7 separate regions of the Mus musculus genome follow, and regions 1, 2, 3, 4, 5 and 7 are each linked to region 6. Evidence: chromatin contacts called from public HiChIP or PLAC-seq and promoter capture Hi-C data. All regions are on one chromosome and are shown on one strand. Each heading gives the region's core, a stretch centred on a gene start, on an enhancer-like site or on the middle of the called end of the contact. The rest is flanking DNA. Distances are from core to core; before and after follow the strand shown. Region 1 holds the start of Lsm4 (LSM4 homolog, U6 small nuclear RNA and mRNA degradation associated). Region 2 holds the start of Fkbp8 (FK506 binding protein 8). Region 3 holds the start of Iqcn (IQ motif containing N). Region 4 holds the start of Arrdc2 (arrestin domain containing 2). Region 5 holds the start of Isyna1 (myo-inositol 1-phosphate synthase A1). Region 6 holds the start of Klf2 (Kruppel-like factor 2 (lung)). Region 7 holds the start of Kcnn1 (potassium intermediate/small conductance calcium-activated channel, subfamily N, member 1).

Region 1 (2,797 bases), core at 229-2,728, 1.6 Mb after region 6:
TGTCTCCCCAAAATGAAGGAAGAAAAAGCTCAGAGTGAAATGGGCCAGGGCAGACAGGGAGGCTGGAGCTGGGATAGTCACAGGCTTTTGAGTGGAGGAGACATAGCTTTACACAGAGCAGCTGCAGGTGTTATAGCCACCCGTTCTGGAATCCAGTCCCAGCACCTCCCATTAGAGGAGCCAGTTCCAGGAAGGGAAATTCCTTCTCAGCCATCATCCAGACTCTCTGGGATCCAGTGTGTAGATGAGATAGCTAAAGAACCAAGTCTAGGGCTCTGAGTTCAGGAATGTTCAGCTGGGACACTCCTGTACCAGCCTGACCGCAGAGATATGGGAGTGTCTGTGCGCACCTGCATGAGGTGGGTGTCCAGTCCTGGACGCACCTGGCCATCCCTTCAGGAAGGCTCAGGGTACACCCAGTGGGGAGTGCTTACCTAGCATGTGTTAGGCCTAGAGTTCCTGCACCACAAAACCCAGGGTCATTCTGGAGTAAAGGCAGGGTCAGGAGTTCACAGTGATGCATGTATACAAATGGAGTTCAAAGGCAGCCTGGGCTATATGAGACCCTGCCTCACATCCTGACTCAAATGTGGAGTATACACGTGTCCTTTCCATACTCCAGTGACTGAAGCAAGAGGATCAGGAGTTTGAGGTTAGCCTGGATTATGTCAGTTCAGATCAGAAAGCCTAACCAAAAAACAAACCAAATATCCTACCATCAAGAACTGGGGAGATGGGAATATGTGGCTCTCCTCACTTAGGCCAACGCGCCCCTCGACAGAGCAGGGGGAAACCTGGCCTCCTTTACTTGTTTATGCCAGGTCTAAGAGTCCCCAAACTGAGGAGGCCTGAGCCTAAACTAGGAGAAAAAAAAAATCCTTTCTTCCTGAGCAAGACATGCTGTGTGTCCCAGGGAGAGAATCAACCCGCTCTCTGAGCTGGATTTCCAGCCAAAGGCGTGGGCAGCTGAGGTCAGACACCAGATAAGCATCAAGAGGGCAACGAAGCCCACGTGAGCCATTAAGCCCGCCCATTTCCCGGAAACGCAGCTTTCCTATCAATGACGGTGACAAGCCCCGGAAACGATCATAGTCCCTCTTCCGGTCGCAAAAACCGTGTCCATCAAGAGATAAATCCCCAACGGTGACCGTCTGGGGCCCTGGAGGGACACCGGTCACTCCGGCCTCAGTTTCCCCCATCTCTCAGCAGCCCGAAGACCCTGCGCGCGCCCCTCCGCCTCGCGGCCCTCACCATCTTCCCTGCAGCGATAACTTCCGCCGCGGCACAGACACACGCGCTCCCACCGGCGGCCCACCGCGCGCCCCAGACTGAAAAAGACTGGCAGAAACTATGACCAATCAGCGAGCAGCTCAACGGACATCTATCCAATCGGGACGGGCTAGGGCGGTACCTACGGAACAAGACGGACGGCCTCACCGTATTTCTACGGTGGGATTGAGAGGTAGCCGTAAAGTGCGACACTAGAACGACGCAAAAGGCCGCAGCACAAGTTACGCCCACTACGGGGTGTATGTTGGGAAAGGGCGCCTGCGCAGAGGTGCTCTCCTGGATCTGGTTCGGCGCCTAATTCGGCGCCACACTGTGGGCGAAGCTGGCTAATGCATGCGAGTCGCGCGGTGCCTATTTTGCGCTCCTAGCCTTTCATTCTTTGTTTTGTTTTGTTTTGTTTTCGAGACATTGCTTCTCTGTGTAGCTCTGGCTGTTCCTGGAACTCACTCTAGACCAGGCTGGCCTCGAACTCAGAAATCCGCCTGCCTCTGCCCACCAAGTGCTGGGATTAAAGGCGTGCGCCACCACTGCCCAGCTCTAGCCTTCCATTCTTGCCCTTATGGATCTCTTTGTCTTTACCAACTCAAATAGAATCTTTGAACACGAACGGCAGGTCTGGCGTTCCCTGGCGACAGGAAGTGAAAACAAATCTCTGGGATTTTCCTGTTTTGAGATGGGCTTCTGTGGCAGCTGAAGCTAGCCGATCATGAACTTGCATTAGACCCCGACTCGGCTTCTCCACTGCTGGATGGCCACTGTGGGCCATCAAGCTTTAATCCTTGCTTTAAAAAAAATCATTATCATTTTGGGAGGAACATAGTGTTTCTCTGTACATCCCTAGCTGGCCTTGAACACACAATGTAGACCAGGCTGGTATCGACCTTCCAGAGATCCTAGTGAGTGCTGGGATTGCAGGTGTGCACCACCATGGTTTAATGTGTCTTCTTGAGCTACAAATTCAGGTTCTCATGCTTGCCCAGTAGGGGTGCCAAAGAATGATATTCCGGACTCAAATAGTATGAAAACTCAAAGAGTGTCTTATTATGCAGAAGTTGAGCATGCTGGAGTCTCGAATTACCAAAATAGACACCCATGTTAACTTGGAGGTTTGATTTAAAGCACATTAGGAAATTCCGGGGCAGGTGACCTCTATGTTAATCTGTGAGGTCCATCTCTATGGACGTTCCATGGCAGGGCTGCGGGGGCTGGAAACTTACTGGGGAGGTCTGGAAACTGTTGCTTACCCATTGTCCTTGCCTCAGGCCAGGTGGTGGGGCAGCTTCTGAGGCCTGGACTTGTCTGGAATTGGCCAGTTCTTGGAAACAGATTTAGGCCACCTCTCCTTAACTGCCAGTTTGAAGCTTGTCATGAAGTCAGCCTAGCCTTCTCATCAGGAAGCATTTTTACCCATGGAGCCATCTCCTAGCCCTTCTATTTATTTTTATTTTCTTTGGCTACTGGTTATGGAATCAGAGCTCCACCCTGAGCTGTCCCAAGCAGGACAGCT
Region 2 (2,712 bases), core at 82-2,581, 1.8 Mb after region 6:
GCAGAGGCAGGTGGATTTCTGAGTTCAAGGTCTACAAAGTGAGTTCCAGGACAGCCAGGACTATACAGAGAAACCCTGTCTCGATAAACCACCAAAAAAAAAAAAAAAAAAAAGACAAAGCCACTTAGCCAAAGTCAGAAAACAAGCCAATTAACAAGAGGGTCAAGATCGAAAGTTATTGAGCTGAATGTCAAGAAAAGGGTGTTGGGGTAATTGAGGCAGTGGGGACTGTCACTGAGGCCTTGGGACAGCAATCTTTATAAGTTTTATAACTTATTCATTTGAAAAAGGTGAACTTTTAGTAGAGGTTCCTGACTCTGGCCACCTTCTCTGCTAAAGGATCCAGCAATAAAGGATTGGTGCTAGAAACTTAATGTCTCTTGCTGAATCTCCCAACAACAGAGACGATGGCTCCAACCTGCCTCTATCACCAAGTCTGCTTCCAGCTTTTAATCGTAGTAGGGCACTGGGGAGATAGCTCAGGCAACAGGGCACTTGTCTACCAAGCACAAGACCCGGGGTTCTAACCCCAACGCTGCAGAAACCATGTATCAGCAAATGCCTTTCATTCCAGCAATCGGGAGGTGGAGGAAGGATGACCAGGTATTCGAGGCCATGGAATTCATGAGTTACATGAAATCCTGACTCAAGAAATTGAAAGCATAAGCTAGGATTGTAATTCGTTGGAAGAGCGTTCTCCTAGCAAGCACGACGCTTTAGAATTAGCACCCCTGTAAACCAGGTGTGGCAAGGCACGCCTGTCATCCAGCTCTTCGGACAGGAAGGCCAGGAGTTCAAGGCCAGCCTGAGCTACACACCCACTTGAAGACTAGCTTAGAATACTGGAGACCCAGTCTCAAATTAAATAAAAGCGAAAGAGTAGTGGGAACACCAATATGGACTCTTGCACCATCTCGCTGGCCCCAGGCCTCTCTGCGGAGGCCCCCAACCCAGCTGTAGAACCCTACGTCCTATCAGGCCCTCTCCTTAAGCCCCAGGAAGCCCCGGAGCCCTGCGTCCCTGCCCTGCGACCCTCACCTGCGGGGCTCCTTCCGGGATCCGGCCCCGACCGGAGACCCTCCCGCCCCGAGCCCCCACAATGCCCCGCGCGCCCCGCACCCCAACGCCGCCCCGCGCCCGGTCGACACTACCGCCCCGGGAGGCCCAGCCTCCCGCAGCCTCGGGAGGCCTTGGCCCCGGGAGCCTCGGCCTCCTCGCTACGCCCCGTCACACGTGCCTGCGGCTCGGGGACCCCGCTCGGGGTCCTGTGCCCCCTCCCCGCCCCCAGCCGCGGCCGCCGCGCCTCGGGAAACAGCTTCAGATACGCAGCCCCGCCCCCGCGCACCCATTGGCTGTTCACACCGCGTCTGCCGTGTTTATTGGCTTGTGCACACGTCCGTCTCGCGCCCTCGACACCACCTCCTTCCTGGTAAGCTCCGCTGGCCGTTTCTTAAAGGGGCTCTAGCCTCTAGGTGGAGGGGCTGTTGGGAGTGGGAGATGGGAACGCACTGGGCGCACAGTGGGAGAGGATAGCAGCACGCCCTGATTTGAGTTCATGCTGGGGCAGGCTTCCTCCTGCTTACATACGAGGTAGAAATAAACAAGAAACACTGTAGCTCATGCGCGGTCATTTTCGGGGCTCTTTGGAAAACAATAATATTTCATAATTTTACTTAATACTTTATTTCATGTCCTCCTTCCCCTGCCCCTCTCTTTTCCTGGGGCGTGGTGAGCAAGCCTCTCTGTGTAGGCTTGGCTGTCCTGGACGCAGCACGTTTACCAGACCAGGCTGGCCTTAAACTCATGGAGATCATACTGCCTCTATCTGCTCCTGGGATTAAAGGTGTGTGCTACCACACCCGTCTCAACTATTTTATTATAGCATTCTCTTTTGTTTCATGTTTTATATTGTATTTTAGTTAGCCAGGGTCTGACCATGAAGCCCAAGCTGACAGCAAAGTGTTTAGCTTGCTTGTGAGGTTCTGGAGTCTTAAAGAATTATTGATTTAATTTTATTAGTACACTGTCACTGTCTTTAGACACACCAGAAGAGGGCATCAGATCCCATTACAGATGATTGTGAGCCACCATGTGGTTGCTGGGAATTGAATTTAAGGACCTCTGGAAGAGCAGTCAGTGCTCTAAACCACTGAGCCATCCATCTCTCCAGCCCCAAGGTTCTGGGGTCTTGTGTGACTGCTTACTAAGTTACCTTGAAGGTACAGACGGGGTCAGGAAGCCAGACAGGGTGCTTGCCTGTTGTCTCAGTACTTGACAAGTGGGGCACTGAGGATCAGAAGTTCACGACCCGGCTTGGCTACATTGCACTGTCTAAAAGAACAGTAGCTGAAAGCTGAAGGGCAGTCACCTGAGATACAAGGTTTTCAGTAACTGCCTGCTGTCCATGCAGACTCTGCCAGAAGGTGCTAAGGTGTCAGGGAGAAAGCAGGGCCTCTCATTTGAAGGACCTTATCTACTCTCCCGAGCTGTCACCTTTCAAGAATGATCCTGTAATTCTTTCACTTGATATCAAAGAAACCATGGGCTTGTTCCAGTTCTGAGGGCTTTGAACCTGGCTACATCTGAAACCCAGTGGGGTTTGTTTTTTGTTGTTGTTCTTTGGTTCTTGTAGTACTTGAAATTGGATCTGGGACCTTTGCACATGCTAGGCAGAAGCTCAGTTAAGCAGTGTAGACCTCAATATCTCTTTAC
Region 3 (2,712 bases), core at 14-2,513, 1.6 Mb after region 6:
ATAGAGCTAGCCTTCCCCCCTCTTGCCTTGTGTTTGGAGGGAGTTCTGTCACCACCTGACATAGCTGCTGAGCCTCCAAGATGTCCTGGAGACATCTCCTGGAGGGCATGAAAAGACACGTGCAAAGCTTCATATGGCCTGCAACAGTCAAGCACCGAGAGTTTATGGATTTTGGTGAGTTCCAGGCCAGCCTGGGCTGCATATGGAGACCCTGTGTAGAAAAAAATAAAAGGTCATGCAGTGTGAGCCACAGCCCTAGGAGGGGGCAGATGGAGTGAAGCCAATGTTCTGGGCCACCTCCCCAGGCTGGGCTCATACCCAGTGTGAGTCATAGATGCTCCAGCCAAGGCTGACACACACCTTGGCCTATGCACAGCAGGCTCAAGCCAGAACCACTTCGCCTGGCCAAGGGGCTACTAGAACAAGGCCTCTATGCAAAGAGCAGACATACAACCCTGTGGCTTTTCCCTGCCTCTCTCCTCTGTCCTTTAGCTGTTGTGAGCACTTCTAGTGAGCCTTTTGTTTCTTTGGGCACCTAGATATGGTGGTCTTAGCCCATGTGCTAGATGAGACTCAGGGAAAGAAATGTACTTGAATTGCAGAGCCAGCCTTTCAATGCTGGGGAACAGAACTCTGAGCCCAGGCCCCCTGGGCACATGATGTGCTCTGTCAAGAGTCCTTGGTGTTTTGAGATAGGCTCCTTATATACCCCAGGCTGGACTGAAACTCATGGCCCTTCTGCCTCTACATTGCAAGTGCTTAAGTCACAGGCTTGCAGGGCCCAGCCTGGCTCTGATCAGCTGACTGGAAACACTCCCAACATCAACAAAACCTCATTGGGCCGCTGTGGTGGCACATGCCTTTAGTCCCAGAGGTGGGAAAAACTGAGTTCGAGGCCAGTCTGGGCTATACAGTAAGACATCATCTCAAACAACACAAATCTTTATAAAGATCCAGATTCCATCTAACACTACAAAAGCAGAACACTGCAGACACTGGTGTACATGGTATCCCAACATTTCAAGGGCCAAAGGAGAGGTCAGAGTTCAAATTTCTACTATGCTGTTCACAGCCTGTAGAACAGGTTTCTGGGCCACTGCTGTGTAATAGGGGTACAATAATCTTGGCCCAGCTGGGCAGTGGTGGCACACACCTTTGATCCCAGCACTTGGGAGGCAGAGGCAGGAGGATTTCTGAGTTTGAGGTCAGCTTGGTCTATAAAGTGAGTTCCAGGATAGCCAAGGCTACAGGAGAAAAACCCTGTCTCAAAAAAAAAAAAAAACCCACAAAACAACAATAATAATAATCATCTTGGCCCTGAGAGGGACAGGGAAGAGGGGAACCAAGATCAGGACACCCCCTTTTCAGAGCACATAAGATAGAGGCCCACAAAGGAAGAGTATAGCTTTCATAGCTGCTGCAAAACTCCACCATGGTACCCAAGCTGGAACTCTTATGTGCCCGAAGCTCAGGAGAGTGCCTGCCCAGGAAACTCAGCCCTGGGCTCCATCCTCACACTGTATGAACTAGATTGTCATCCCAGCATCCAGGGAACCTATGTTCAAGCCTTTTCATTACTAGCTTTAGTCTTACTAGACAGGGTGTGTAGCCTGGGCTGGTCTAGGATTGAGGAGTCTCCCGCCTCGGCCTCCCAAATGTTAGGATGATGCCAGAACCAAGCTGGACCCACAAGAGTTCCATTCAGGGCGGGCAGGCAGGCACTCAGCAGCTGTCTAGGGACACCTGCCACCCACTGGGACTTACCATGTGACCTATCACCCACAGTGACACCCTGAGAGCCTCAAGACCCAGGGTCTCAACAGCAGTGGCCAGGGCTGACAGGAAACTGTATATATAACATGGGGGAGGGGAGGGGAGACGAGACCTAGGGTCAGATGTTCCCACTGGGCTGAGCTGGACGACCTTGATTAATCTGCTCTAAGCCCAGGGCACTGAAAACGGAGATGAAACAGGCAGGTGTGATGGCACATACCTTTAACCCCAGCACTCAGGAAGCAGAGGCAGGGGGAGCTCTGGCTGGTCTGCATAGAAAGTTCCAGAACAGTCAAGACTACATGAAGTATCCTTGTCTCAAAAATAAAGATGCTATGTGACTCAAGACAATTGCTTTACTTCGCTGAATATTGTTTCCTCAAAATAGAGCAGGTGCTGCGAGAAGGGGGCGTGTCAGGGAGATATTTAAATGCACCTACATGATTCTAGGCTCCCACATAGACTTGCAGAGAAGGCTCTGGGTCTGAGGTACCCTTTGAAACCAACAAAGGCGAATAAAATCTAGTGAGCACAGGCTGCAAGCCCAGCTCTTTTCTGTATGGATGAATCCCGGAGGCCCCAAGCTTGTAAGCACTTCCTTCTGCCCCTTCCCATGTAGTCACTCTTCTTCCTAAAGGATATACCAGCTAAATTGATAGGCTAGTCCAGGATTGCGTCCTGGTGCCACCTGGACCTGGGCCGACAGCGTGCACCTAGGTGGCGCTCGCTGCGCAGCAGATGTGCAGGCACGGCCCGCGCCCACGCCGCGTTCCCCCCCCCCAGGGGGGGGGGGAAGAAGGGGAGGAAAGAGGTTAGAGGAGGAGGGAGGGGGATGGGAGAGGGCTAGCCCCGCCCACCCTCAGCCCAGGCGGGGGAAGAAGGAGGCGGACAGCCAAGCTGGCGTAACGAAGACTTTACTGAAAACACAAAACCGGCGAA
Region 4 (2,838 bases), core at 54-2,553, 1.5 Mb after region 6:
TCCTTGTCCCTTGCCAGGGTCCTTTAGGTTGAATGGGGGTGCCCAATGCGGGGGGGGGGGGAAAGGACCAACACTTCCCTGTCCCCACCAATTCGCATCGCCGGAAACAATGGGCCTGAAAAAAGGTGCCCCAGATAGGTCTGCAGGCGGCAGCGAGTTGATGATTAAGCTGGGAGGTTCTGGCCTAGTGGACACACCTGCGAACCCAGCATCTAAGAGGCTGACACCGGAGTTCCATTGCCTTGAGTTCCCGGGCAGCCTGGGTTACAGTGTGAGATCCTGTCTGAAAACATAAGAAAAAGCCAGGCCGGGCAGGAGAGATGGCTCAGTGGCTAAGAGCACAGACTGCTCTTCCAGAGATCCTGAGTTCAATTCCCAGGAACCACACAGTGGCTCACAGCCATCTGTAATGGCTCTCTTCTGGTGTGTCTGAAGACAGCTACAGTGTACTCATATACATATACAAATAAATAAATCTTTTTTTTTTTAAGTTTAAGAAACAGTCAGGTACTAAGGCAAACGCCTATCAAGTCAGCTCTGGAAGACTGGTGGAGGATGGCAAATTCAACATCGGGCTTGGTTAGAGTACGAGATGCATTGGAGGCTATGTGAGACTTGGCCTCAGAAGAAAATAAAGCTTTCGGGTTCAGAAATCCGATTTGAGCTTTAATTCCAGCACTCGGGAAGCAGTGGCAACCTCGCCTCTATGAGTTCAAGGCCAGCCTGGTCTACACAGTGAGTTCCAGACTAGCCAAGGGAACACAAAACTACTGGCCAATCTTGTAAACAGAAGCAGGGGGACTGTCTCAAGTCCCAGGTAAGTTTGGGCTACATGAGAACCCGTCTCAAAAAGCAACAGAAAAAAAAAATAGTGACAGTTGTCACGCTGGGTGACTAAGACCAGTTTCCCTATTCCTGGGCTTCCTTGTTTGTGTATTTGCGAGACCTAAGGCGGCAGAGCCGCGCTGCAGCACCTCCCACTTAGGCTCCGGTTCAGAACCAAGCAAGGGTTATTTTGTCTGGAGCCTCGTGAGGCCACGCCCCACCGCGCTATTGGTGAAGTTCTTTCCGGTAGGCGAGGCTTTCTCTAACGCCCCGCCCCGCCCCGCCCCTCGATGCTACTGACTTTCTCGCAGGAGCTGATTTTGCCCCCTCAGACCACGCCCTTCACACGCTATTGGCCTGGTCCCTTGTAGGGGGGGGAGCTTTCTATCAGGCCACCGCCCTCGTGGAGCCTTTGGCCTAATTCTCTCAGCAGAACCAGGCTTTTTCAGGCCCCGCCTCCTCAGCGCGCTATTGGTGGAGTCTTCTCCTGAAGGTGTGGCTTTCTCCTCAGGCCATTCCTTCGCCGCGCTATTGGCCTAGTCTTTTCTGGGGTCCCGTTCCCTACTGCTGTGTTTGCGGAGTCTCTTCCGGTAGGTGCGGTCTTCTCCTCAGGCCCCGCCCTCCAACCGTCCTATAAGTGCGACGCAGCTGCGGGTCCCCAGCGGTCTTCCGTCCTGTTGTCCCGCTTGTGTGTGTACGTAGTTCGAGCCCGCTGCGTTCGCAGTCTCTAGCTCTTTCTTTTCGCGGGTTCGAGCACCTGGCCGATCTCTTTTTTGGGTTCGCGACCGTCACCGCAATGCTGTTCGATAAGGTGAAGGCGTTCGTAGTAGAGATAGACGGGGCGCGCACGGGCACCGAGCCCGTGTTCCACGGAGGCCAGGCCGTGGCAGGCCGGGTACTGTTGGAGCTTGCGGGCGCGGCACGCGTGGGCGCGCTCAGGCTGCGCGCTCGGGGCCGCGCGCGCGCGCACTGGACGGAGTCGCGCAGCGCGGGCTCCAGCACTGCTTATACTCAGAGTTACAGCGAGCGCGTGGAAGTCGTGAACCACCGCGCCACGCTGCTCGCGCCAGGTACGGGCTGGGGACCTTTTGGGGCGCACCGAGCATGCGATTCCCAGGCCTACGTCCGCTGAGCCCCGGGTCTTGTTCCTAGACTCGGGGGATATCGCCACGCTTCCCGCTGGACGCCACGAGTTTCCCTTCAGCTTCCAGCTGCCTATGTAAGCCCCACTGTCGCCTTCTGGCTGGGCATCTAGGGTTCCCTCAGCCCTGACTTCTCGGGACATCCCTCTTGTATGCCCTTCACCCCACTATCTCCTGATAGTGATCCTCTGATTACCCACTCTTGCCACCCCAGCTCCCTGGTGACATCCTTCGAGGGCAAACACGGCAGCGTCCGCTATTCCATCAAAGCCACTCTGCACCGGCCATGGGTCCCTGCACGCTGCGCCCGGAAGGTGTTCACTGTCATTGAACCTGTGGACATAAACACACCTGCCCTGCTGGCAAGTGGCTGCCCCATGGGGGTTGGGGTCCAGCCTGGCTGCTTGACACCTTTTAGATTTGAGGGTCTCAAATGACCTCTGTAACAGGGAGCCAGGAGTTAGTGGTGAGTTTAAAACCCACTATAGGTAAGTGCAAATTCTGAGGGTGCTCACCTGCTGTGTGCCTCTGGGAAGGTATCTTGCTCTTTCCCAGCCTCAGATACCCCATTTGGAAAGCAGGATATGATAGGGCTATTTTTGTTTTTGTGTTTGCTTTTGTCTTTACTGGTTTTGGGTTTTGCTTTATTTCTTTTTCTTTTCTTGTTTGTTTTTGTTTTTTGTTTTGTTTTGTTTTGGTTTTTTTGAAACAGGGTTTCTCTGTATAGCCCTGGATGTCCTGGAACTCACTTTGTAGATAAGGCTGGCCTCGAACTCAGAAATCTGCCTGCCTCTGCCTACCAAGTGCTGGAATTAAAGGCATGTGCCACCACTGCCCGACTTTTTTTTTTTTTTTTAATTTTAGAAAGGTC
Region 5 (2,827 bases), core at 199-2,698, 1.7 Mb after region 6:
GCCAAGGATTCCTCTGGACCCAAGGATTCCTCTGGACCGGCACTGATCCCCAGGAATCTTGGGCAAACGCACACCTGGATAGTATGTAGCAAGTTTTCTGCTGTGTCATTGCGACCTGGGACCACCTCGCAGAAGCGCTCCGTATTGGCGGTCCACAGCACGATGACCTTATCCAATCCCGCACTGGATCGGAAATCTCTAATGTCCTTTCGGATTTGCTCCAACTGGGAAAGGAAGGAGGAAGATTAGGTGGAGGTTGTCTTAAGTTGTCCGGAGGCTTGGGCCCCGGGGTATAGGAATTATTGCCAAAGGGAGAGACCATGTGGCCATGTAACAGGTGACAGTAAGGCCTGGGAGTGGGTCGAGGACCCCACCTGTTGGGCACGTGTGCCAGGGATGAGGTTGTCCGCACGTGCTGTCTGGTTGGCAGCGATGAACTCAGGAATGTAGACTGAGGGCCGCGGACGCAGGCTCTCCATGTGGGGCCACAGCTGTTCCTGCAGACCGCAGTCCAGGACCTGCGCGCGCCGCATGGCCTCGGCCAGGTTCAGCGACGAGATATCCCAGCCTGGGTTGCGGGGACCCTTAACACAGGACCCATCCCGTACCCTGGGCCCTCCCACACTTAACCCCATCCCGTCCCGAGGCTTTGCCCACCATCAAACACCAGGTCGTTGGGGGCCACCATGGGTAGCAGCGCACTGAAGGGCACAAACACCTCCCGGCCGTTCTCATCCAGACCCAAGTTCACGGTGCCCGCCTGGGTCAACGATCCATAATAGTTTGCCTCCTGGGAAGGGAGGGGGTGCGGCAAGCAGAGCAGGGTGTTGAGGGGCTGAGGGGTCCGGCTTGCTGAGACGCGCTAGTCCAACAAGCCACGCCCCTCCCCCAGTTCTGCTCGCCACACCCCCACCCCGTATTCTCCTAGTAGCCACGGCCCCCACCTTGCGACCTGTGCGCGTGGGCCAGGTTAGGCGCAGCCGATTGGCCAGAACAGCAGCAGTGAGCGTGGAGCCGTTGTTCCCGCCCCAGCCGACCAACATGACCCCGAGTCGGGGCACCTGCCGGGCGGTGCGGAAGGTGAAACGCGTAGCCCTGGGCTGCACCTAAGGAAGAGTTGGGAGTGAGTCGCGGGACCTCGGGTTCCCAGTGTCCTCCGCCGCCCGCGCCCCGCGCGCACCCGCAGCACGCCGCCCTCGCGGCTGACGCGCGTTGTCCGGTACTCGTAGCGCGCCTCGATGGTTTCGGGGCTGTAGACCACGTCCGGGCTATCCACGAGGATCTCGGCGGCGGGCTCCATCGTGGCGAGCTGTGGGCCAGAGCCAGTGAGCGCGGAATCACCACCCGAGAGCCAACCTTACGGCCTAGGATAGGTTCGTACTTACCGGCCCAGAGTTGGATCAGACTGCGGCAGCGGACAGCGTGGGCCCGAGGGCTCTGGGGCAGCGAAGAAAAACGCCGATGCCACGCCTCGACCACGCCCCTGATGGGCGTGACTTGCGACCAGGGTTCTGGGTGCTCTAAACCCAGGTAGCCGGAAGGAGTCTCAGGCGCGAGCGTCTTGCGCGTTACCTCGCTGCGCACCCTTGTACCACCAGGCAGCCAATGAGCGATGGCCACCGACAGGGAGGTGGGGCATGTCTGGTCGAGGGGCTTTTTGGGGGGGGGGGGGGTCTCAGAGCTGCTCGGCTGTCTGTCCCGCCCTCTCCCAGTCCTCCAGCTGCGATCACTGGCCTGATGGCCCTGCCCAGAGGAGGAGACAGAATGGGCAGGTCTACGCGGCCTCCCCCTGGGTAGGCACAGTGATAAGGAACATGGGAACTCGGCAGGCAGGCGGGGGAGGTGCCCCCAGAACTTTCCAAAACAAGTGGCCTCCTCCTAGCGGAAACTTTCCACAGCTGGAGCTGTGCCAAAAAGGTGGATTGTCCGAAATGTCTGCACGAAAATAAGAGGGGGCCCGCTCTGTGGGTGTCAAGACTTTATTTGCCGTTGCTAACACGAACCAGCCCAACTGAACTCATCCCGGTGAAGAGACTCAGGCAGGGTTCCCAGAGGAGGGGACTGTTGGGGATCGTTTTGATGTATGAAGGGGAGATTGTCATGGGAGAACTACAGGCGGAACCCGCTACACCCCCTAAAGTAAAGCTCCGGGGAGGGTCTCAGATGCAAGGGCTGAGGAGCACCATGGGGAAATGGGTTGTGCTTTAGATTGCTGCCCACTTTCTGTCCTCTTGTGGTGTGCCACAGTAGAAATGGCAGATTGTTTATCTCTTTTAGGTAATGAAACTGTCTGGTGGCCAATATCGGTCATCTCAGCATTTGGGAGGTTGAGGCAGAAAGACTGCACTGGGACATTCATTTTGCAAGGGGCTCGGGGCTGGGAGCAAGGCCGAGTCCCCAAAAGGGCCCTTCCCGGGAGGACATCCTTGACCAGGGTGGGGTTGGGGTCGCTGTAGCAGACTGCTCTGGTTGGGAGGTGCGTGGGGACAAGGGTTAGCCCTGGGCTCTGGGAAGGCGATGGAAGAGCATGGTCAAGCTGTTCCTAGGTAGTGAGTACACAGCGGCCCACAGGGTGCCTGACTCTCCTTCCACCCCCTCAGCTGCCTCAGAACTGTCAGAAGTCTGGCCAAGGCCTCAAGGGAGTCCTACTGACCCCAGCCCTCCCTCACAGGCTGCCTTTGACTTTTCCCTTTGAAAACAAACATGCTGCCTCTGACGCATGCCCAGCCTGTGCTTTCTGCTTGGAGCCAGGGGCTGATGGTGGCCATGCTCGGCCTCCATGGCCTCAGATGCTAGCTGGACTGACAGCTCTAAGAGACAGGTAATT
Region 6 (2,869 bases), core at 258-2,757:
CATTCTGAGATTAGGTCTGAATTCCTGATTCTTCTGCTCAGTACTGAGATGACAGGCTCAGGCCACCATGCCAAACTTTATATGCAGTGCTAAGCCCCAGCCCAGCCCTCCACAGCTTCTTAATTATGTCCCGAATTCTTGAGACCTGAGTCCCTCGGAGCCAACCCATTAAACTGCCACACCCCCTTGGCAGTGTCATAGACTCTGGGGACAGTATCCATTTCCCTTCTGGAGGATGGACAGGGTCTTCCTCTGTAACCTAGCCTGTTCCTGAACTCGCGGCCATCCCCCTGCCGCAGATCCCGGGAATGAGGCCAGGCGCCCACCTGTGTGTGTACGCAGATGCGCCTTTAGGTGCGAGCTCTTGGTGTAGGTCTTGCCGCAGTTGGTGTAGCTGCAAGTATGTGTGGCGGCGCGCTTGCGGGGCCAGGAGCGGCGGCCGCGTTTGGGCTTGGCCTCCAGCAGCTCCAGCGGGGACGAGGGCGGCGTGAGGAGACCGCGCGTGGCAGGTGGAGCCAAGCCCAGCGCCGCCGCCGCTGCCGCCGCGTCCTCGAAAAGACCGAAGGCGCCAGGCGCGGGAGGCCCGTAGTGCAACGCGGGGCCGGGACCGCCGAAGCTGGGGCCGGGACCGAAGGGCGGCGGGAACGGGTTGCGGGGACCGGACGCCGGGATGCGCAGGGGGCCGTCGGGGCTGAGCGGCGGCGTGTCCGGGGGCGGCGGGGGGCGGCCGGCGGGACCCCGCATGCATGCACCTGTCGCTCCTGGGGCGCCCTCGAGCTTCAGCCCGCGCGGTCCGTGGGCCAGGCCCGGAGCGCAGCCGTAGCCGCCGCCGTCCACCTCGGGGGGCTCGGCCTTCACTAGCCGCCCGGGAGGCGCGAGGAGGAAGCGGCCGTGCAGAGCCGGCCCCTGAGGCGGGTCCAGGTCGGGGCGCAGCAGCTCTGTTCCCAGGCTGGCCGCGGGGATGCTGTAGGGCGGCGGAGCACCCGGCTCCGGGTAGTAGAAGGCAGGCGGCGGGGGCTGCGGCGGGGGCTCGGGAGGATTTTCGGCGCCCAGACCGTCCAATCCCATGGAGAGGATGAAGTCCAACACGTTGTTTAGGTCCTCATCCGTGCCGCCCGCCTCGGGTTCATTTCGCGGCCAGCGCTGCAGGAGACAGGGCGCGGGACGTGAGTGGGGGTGCCTCCTGCTACCCTGCACCCCAAAGTCTAACAACTAGGCCCTCAAGATCTGCACCCGGTGCACGGCATCCCTTCAGCGCGCGTGTCCTCAGTCCCTGCACCCACCTCCTGTCCCACAGCCTGAAGTCTAACTCCCTGAGGCGGTCAGCACCCTGGACCTTGTCATCTCCAGTACTGGCTCCTGCACCCTGTAGCCTGGTACCTTGCTACCCCGCCGCCCGCGGACCCTCGCTGCCCTCACCTCCTGGAGGCCGCGCTCGCACGGGCTGGCGAAAGTGGCAAAGGACGGCAAGATAGGCTCGCTGAGCGCCATGGCAGGGACTGTGTGTGCTGTGGCCCGGCCCACCCAGGCCTTATAGGCGCGGCAGGCACAGAGGGCCGGGCTAGGAGGCGTCGACGGAAACGCGTCCCGGATGGGGACGAGCTCCGGGCTCAGCCTAAATTTAGCCGCGGTATATAAGCCTGGCGGTGGTGGCTGTGGCGGCTACTGCGGGAGCCCGGACTGCGCTCCTCAAGCCCCGCCCCCGCGGCCGGGCCCCGCCCCCGACCGTCCCTATGGCGACGGCGTCAACAAACCAGGCACAACAGCATAGTTAGCGCGCGCGGGGGGCGGGGGAGGGGGTGGCACCTGGGACTCCGCGGGGAACACGGGTGACGAGGCTTTCCCGGTATCTCCCCAGCCTCAAGCCCCTGGAAACCTGGACCGATGCATGGGGAGTCTGGGGTCACAGTGCTCACCCAGGGAACGCTCTGTGAAATCTTTGTTTAAGCTACCTTGGAAGCTAAGACAAGAAGGATGAAGTTTGGGGCCTGCCTAGAAGGGAGTTGAGGCCAGCCTGGAGCATCGTAGCCCCCTTAATACACACACACACACACACACACACACACACACACACAGAGGGAGAGAGATAGACACAGAGAGAGAAAGAGAGAGAGAGGGAGAGAGAGAGAGAGAGAGAGAGAGAGAGAGATGGGAGGGAGGGAGGGAGGGAGGGAGGGAGGGAGGGAGGGAGGGAGGGAGGGAGGGAGGGAGGGAGGGAGGGAGGGAGGGAAGGAGACACACACACACACACAGAGGCAGACACCATGGCATGGTGGTATATGCTTGTCTTCAGAACATTTAGGAGGTTGAAAGCATTAGGTTCAAGGCCCCTTTGGCTACAAGAGACCGTGTCTTAAAAAAGAAGCAAACACTAGAGGCAGGCATGATGGCTTAGTGTCTGCTTACAAGCCTCATCCAAGGAGCTCAGTTCCCAAAAGGGGGAGAGAATCCGTTCCCATAAGTTGTCCTTAGACCTCACAGTGCACTGGCGCACGTGCAAATACACAATAGCATGTAATAATTACAATTTACACTAGATACATAAATACAGTACTGAGTCTCTGGGACCTTTCACCTCCCACAAACATACACCTCACATAAATCCTTCTAGTGCAGGGAAGAGCTGTTGTCTGACTGTCAAGACTTGCAAGGGATACTCAGTGGGGGATGGGCACATCAAATAAATATGCATAATACCCAAGGGGCCTAAACAGAAAAAAAAAAGGAACAGTGGAAGAGGAGGAAGTATGTGGTGAGCCTGGGGAAGGACATTGGTGCAATTTTGACCTTAACCCCGGAGGCAAACATTGAGGTAAGCTCTGGAGAAAGCAAGAGGGTAATAGAGAGAGGGAGGGCATTGAAGCTGTGA
Region 7 (2,727 bases), core at 35-2,534, 1.5 Mb after region 6:
CCCAGGCCTATCCTGTCAGGTAGGACCTGAGAGGTAGAGGCAAGATGGCCAGTTCCAGGCCATCCTCAGCTCTATAGTAAGTCTGAGCCTCACAGATATGAAACCCTTTCTAAAACAAAAAGCAAAACAATTCCTGGGTAGGGGGTAGGCAGGGAAGGCCCACAGCCACAGGCTGAGGTGGCCACATGCAGAAGGTTTAGGGGCTGGAGGCAGAACCTGGTGCTCTTGGCCTGTCCCTCTGTGGTGTCTCCTGGAACCTGCTTACATCTATCACCCCAGGCTGGTTCCATCTGGCTCCACCTATGTGGATAGTGCAGATGTGGTCCCCAACACCTGGACTGTCACTCTGTTGGTGGCTCTGCTGGGGCTCAGTGCTGTCACTGCTCCCAGGCCACTTGCTGGCCACACATCTGCCCCTCAGTCCTTCCTGAGGCCCTCTAAACTGCAAAGACATTGGGCCAGGAAGAAGCAGGAGCTGGGTGGCTGGGGTGGGGGTGGGGAGGGGATTAGGGAGGGGATACACACACTCATCGCTCGGCTGCAGGCAAACCTCAGCTCCCCAGCTTGTCAGTAATCACGTGACTGAAGGGGCGGAGACTAGACTCCTTGGTCTCTGGGATGTCTTAGAAGACACCTGAAACTCCAGCACCTTAGGAAGTAGGCTGAGAGGAGGATTTCAGTGAGTAAATTCAAGATCAGCTTTGGCTACAGAGCTATCAAAACAAACAAACAAAACCCAAGACCACAAAAAATGTTGCATGAGCTGGAAAGGGGGGCCCAAAACTGTCCCAGCGCTCAGGAGGTGAAGGGAGAAGGAACAGAACTTCAAGGCCACTCAAGGCTAACCTGGACTCCCTGGTAAGTTCTAGCGCAGCCTGTACTTCACAGTGAGTTTGACGCCAGACTAGGTTATGTGAGACCTTGATTCAAAACAAAAACTTTCATGAGTGAGCTCTGTAAGTTTGGCTTGAATGATGGGGGCAGAGCAGGTTCGGGGGTCTCCCCAGCCCTGATGATTGCAGCTGCCTGGAGCTCTTTCTGCCCGCAAGGCTAATAGGGTTTAAGATCGGGGTCCCTGAGGTGAGCGGGCTTGTCTGTCCCCAGAGATGAGGTCCAGGTGTGCAGGATCACCTGCAATAGCCAGCTGCCTGTGCACAGATGCCCATCACCGGGGTTCTTATTCTTGCCCAGTGCCCAGGAGGGAGCTTTAAGCATGGGCGGAGCCTGCGGGGTCATGGGGGTGGGGCCTGGTGCACTCAGCCAATCCAAGGCGCCGCTCATACGGGGCGGCGCTGCTCCCCCTCCCTGGCCGGTCTCGGCGGGGACGCGCTGGCACGAGGGTCCAGGTCCCCGCCCGCAGGTATTGGCGAGAGGAAGCGGGGGTGAGGGGGCTGGGGGGGCAGTAATAGCGGGTCCCTGGGCTATGCGACTAGGGACGACGCTGGGGATGGTGTTGCCACGCGGTCAGGGGTCAGGGACACAGAAGAGAGGGTGCGCGTGTCCCCCGGTGAGGGAAGATTGCGAGTGGGAGACGCTGAGTCCATAAAGTCCATGCACAAGGATGGATGTGATACGGCCAGTGACATGAGCACTCTTCGGCCACCCTAAACTGAGGTCAAGGTGCTCAGTGACAGCACCTGGGCTGCCAGACTGGCCTTGTAAGCTCCCTGGTAGCCGGTGTGCAAAGGGCAAGCAGAGCCGGGCACCCTGAGGAGTCAGTGAGCCTGGTGAGAAGAGCTCTGGCACCCTTCCTCAACTCCATTTCCCCACCAGCTGCTGGGGAGGCCACCTGACACAGGTCTAGTGTCTTGGGAGTTTCTGTCATGAGCCGTTATCACTGTGGTTCCTACAAGAGTTGTGGGAGGTGGGTGCCTCCTTGAGACTCACAGCAAGGGACACCTATTGATCCGATTTTATTTTATTTTGAGACAGGTTCTCAGGTAGCCCTAGTTGGCCTCAAAGGCCAGGCTAGCCTTGCTGTTTAGCACCTCTTGATAGGTATGTATCACCAGTCCTAGCATGGCGACTTACACCTGCCATCCCAGCACCTGGGGTTTGCCACAGTGCCAACCTGCACTATAGATTGAGAGCCTGTCTCTAAAGTAAATAAATAAAATTACAGAAGACAAGAGAAAACGGACTGAGCTGGTACCCCAGGCTCCATGACAGAAAGCAGCTCTGTCCTCAGCTCACAGCCACTCGGGCAGAGCCAGCCTGGTTCCCTGTCAAGGTCCTGCCCTCAGCCACCGCCAGGCTGTGTCCCTTAGTCTGTGTCTGACTCGGTGCTGGCAGAGGATCCAGGGGCCACCCAACCTCCCTCAGCTTTGCTCTTCTTTTTAAAACCAGAAGAGGTATCCCCCTTGTGCCTGGGGCAACAGACAGTCCTTTTAACTGGAGGCTCAAAACACAGCCAGCCCAGGACTGGTCACTGAGCCCTGCCTGCTCTGCATCTGTCCTGTGCCAGCCAGCCTGCCCAGGAAGAGGCTGTCTCAGGGAACAACATGGCAGCACCTAGGCTTGGCATATGTGTCAGACAGCTGAGTCACAGCCCCATATTGCCTCTTCACCTGTGTGTCTTGCAGGCACCCAGGCCACCTTGTCACCTGCTGTTGGTAGCTTGAGGGGCAGGGGGTGCTCATGGGCCAGGATGATTGCAGGGCATGCTGGTGTCTGGGAGGTTAGGCGCTGGGGAACTGAAGCAGACTTTGAGCAGGGGTCGGTAGACAC

Evidence for each region. Promoter capture Hi-C pulls out the DNA fragments that hold promoters and counts their contacts. HiChIP or PLAC-seq counts read pairs in DNA pulled down with a chosen protein or histone mark. Capture Hi-C pulls out chosen DNA fragments and counts their contacts.
Region 1: a contact with region 6 is called in a promoter capture Hi-C map of liver, with 3 times the contacts expected there. The contact joins the promoter of Lsm4 here to the promoter of Klf2 in region 6. A contact is called at or near these places in 1 of 39 promoter capture datasets (pre-B cells), 1 of 115 datasets of contacts at active chromatin or transcription factors (embryonic stem cells) and 2 of 9 other capture datasets (adipose tissue and liver).
Region 2: a promoter capture Hi-C map of liver shows a contact between it and region 6, with 2.6 times the contacts expected there. The contact joins the promoter of Fkbp8 here to the promoter of Klf2 in region 6. A contact is called at or near these places in 2 of 9 other capture datasets (liver and pancreatic islet).
Region 3: an H3K27ac HiChIP or PLAC-seq map of thymic regulatory T cells shows a contact between it and region 6, with 8 times the contacts expected there. The contact joins the promoter of Iqcn here to the promoter of Klf2 in region 6. A contact is called at or near these places in 1 of 39 promoter capture datasets (pre-B cells) and 1 of 115 datasets of contacts at active chromatin or transcription factors (thymic regulatory T cells).
Region 4: a promoter capture Hi-C map of hippocampal neurons shows a contact between it and region 6, with 6 times the contacts expected there. The contact joins the promoter of Arrdc2 here to the promoter of Klf2 in region 6. A contact is called at or near these places in 2 of 39 promoter capture datasets (hippocampal neurons and pre-B cells).
Region 5: a promoter capture Hi-C map of liver shows a contact between it and region 6, with 2.6 times the contacts expected there. The contact joins the promoter of Isyna1 here to the promoter of Klf2 in region 6.
Region 7: a promoter capture Hi-C map of hippocampal neurons shows a contact between it and region 6, with 9 times the contacts expected there. The contact joins the promoter of Kcnn1 here to the promoter of Klf2 in region 6. A contact is called at or near these places in 4 of 39 promoter capture datasets (embryonic stem cells, hippocampal neurons, liver and 1 more).

The regions. Positions count from the first base shown.
Region 1 is chr8:70,671,912-70,674,708 of GRCm38.p6, reverse strand. Lsm4 (LSM4 homolog, U6 small nuclear RNA and mRNA degradation associated) reads right to left here and starts at 1,478. Exons shown (of 5, transcript NM_015816.4): 1 at 1,252-1,478. The coding sequence starts at 1,254.
Region 2 is chr8:70,526,362-70,529,073 of GRCm38.p6, reverse strand. Fkbp8 (FK506 binding protein 8) reads right to left here and starts at 1,331. Exons shown (of 9, transcript NM_001111066.1): 1 at 1,238-1,331.
Region 3 is chr8:70,700,576-70,703,287 of GRCm38.p6, reverse strand. Iqcn (IQ motif containing N) reads right to left here and starts at 1,263. Exons shown (of 4, transcript NM_001370847.1): 1 at 1-1,263. Jund (jun D proto-oncogene) reads right to left here. Exons shown (of 1, transcript NM_010592.5): 1 at 2,672-2,712.
Region 4 is chr8:70,838,185-70,841,022 of GRCm38.p6, reverse strand. Arrdc2 (arrestin domain containing 2) reads left to right here and starts at 1,303. Exons shown (of 8, transcript NM_027560.1): 1 at 1,303-1,895; 2 at 1,978-2,044; 3 at 2,182-2,329. The coding sequence starts at 1,622.
Region 5 is chr8:70,593,102-70,595,928 of GRCm38.p6, reverse strand. Isyna1 (myo-inositol 1-phosphate synthase A1) reads right to left here and starts at 1,448. Exons shown (of 11, transcript NM_023627.1): 1 at 1,386-1,448; 2 at 1,181-1,309; 3 at 945-1,106; 4 at 658-790; 5 at 375-568; 6 at 75-224. The coding sequence starts at 1,300.
Region 6 is chr8:72,317,700-72,320,568 of GRCm38.p6, reverse strand. Klf2 (Kruppel-like factor 2 (lung)) reads right to left here and starts at 1,507. Exons shown (of 3, transcript NM_008452.2): 1 at 1,420-1,507; 2 at 327-1,143. The coding sequence starts at 1,491.
Region 7 is chr8:70,855,565-70,858,291 of GRCm38.p6, reverse strand. Kcnn1 (potassium intermediate/small conductance calcium-activated channel, subfamily N, member 1) reads left to right here and starts at 1,284. Exons shown (of 10, transcript NM_032397.3): 1 at 1,284-1,360.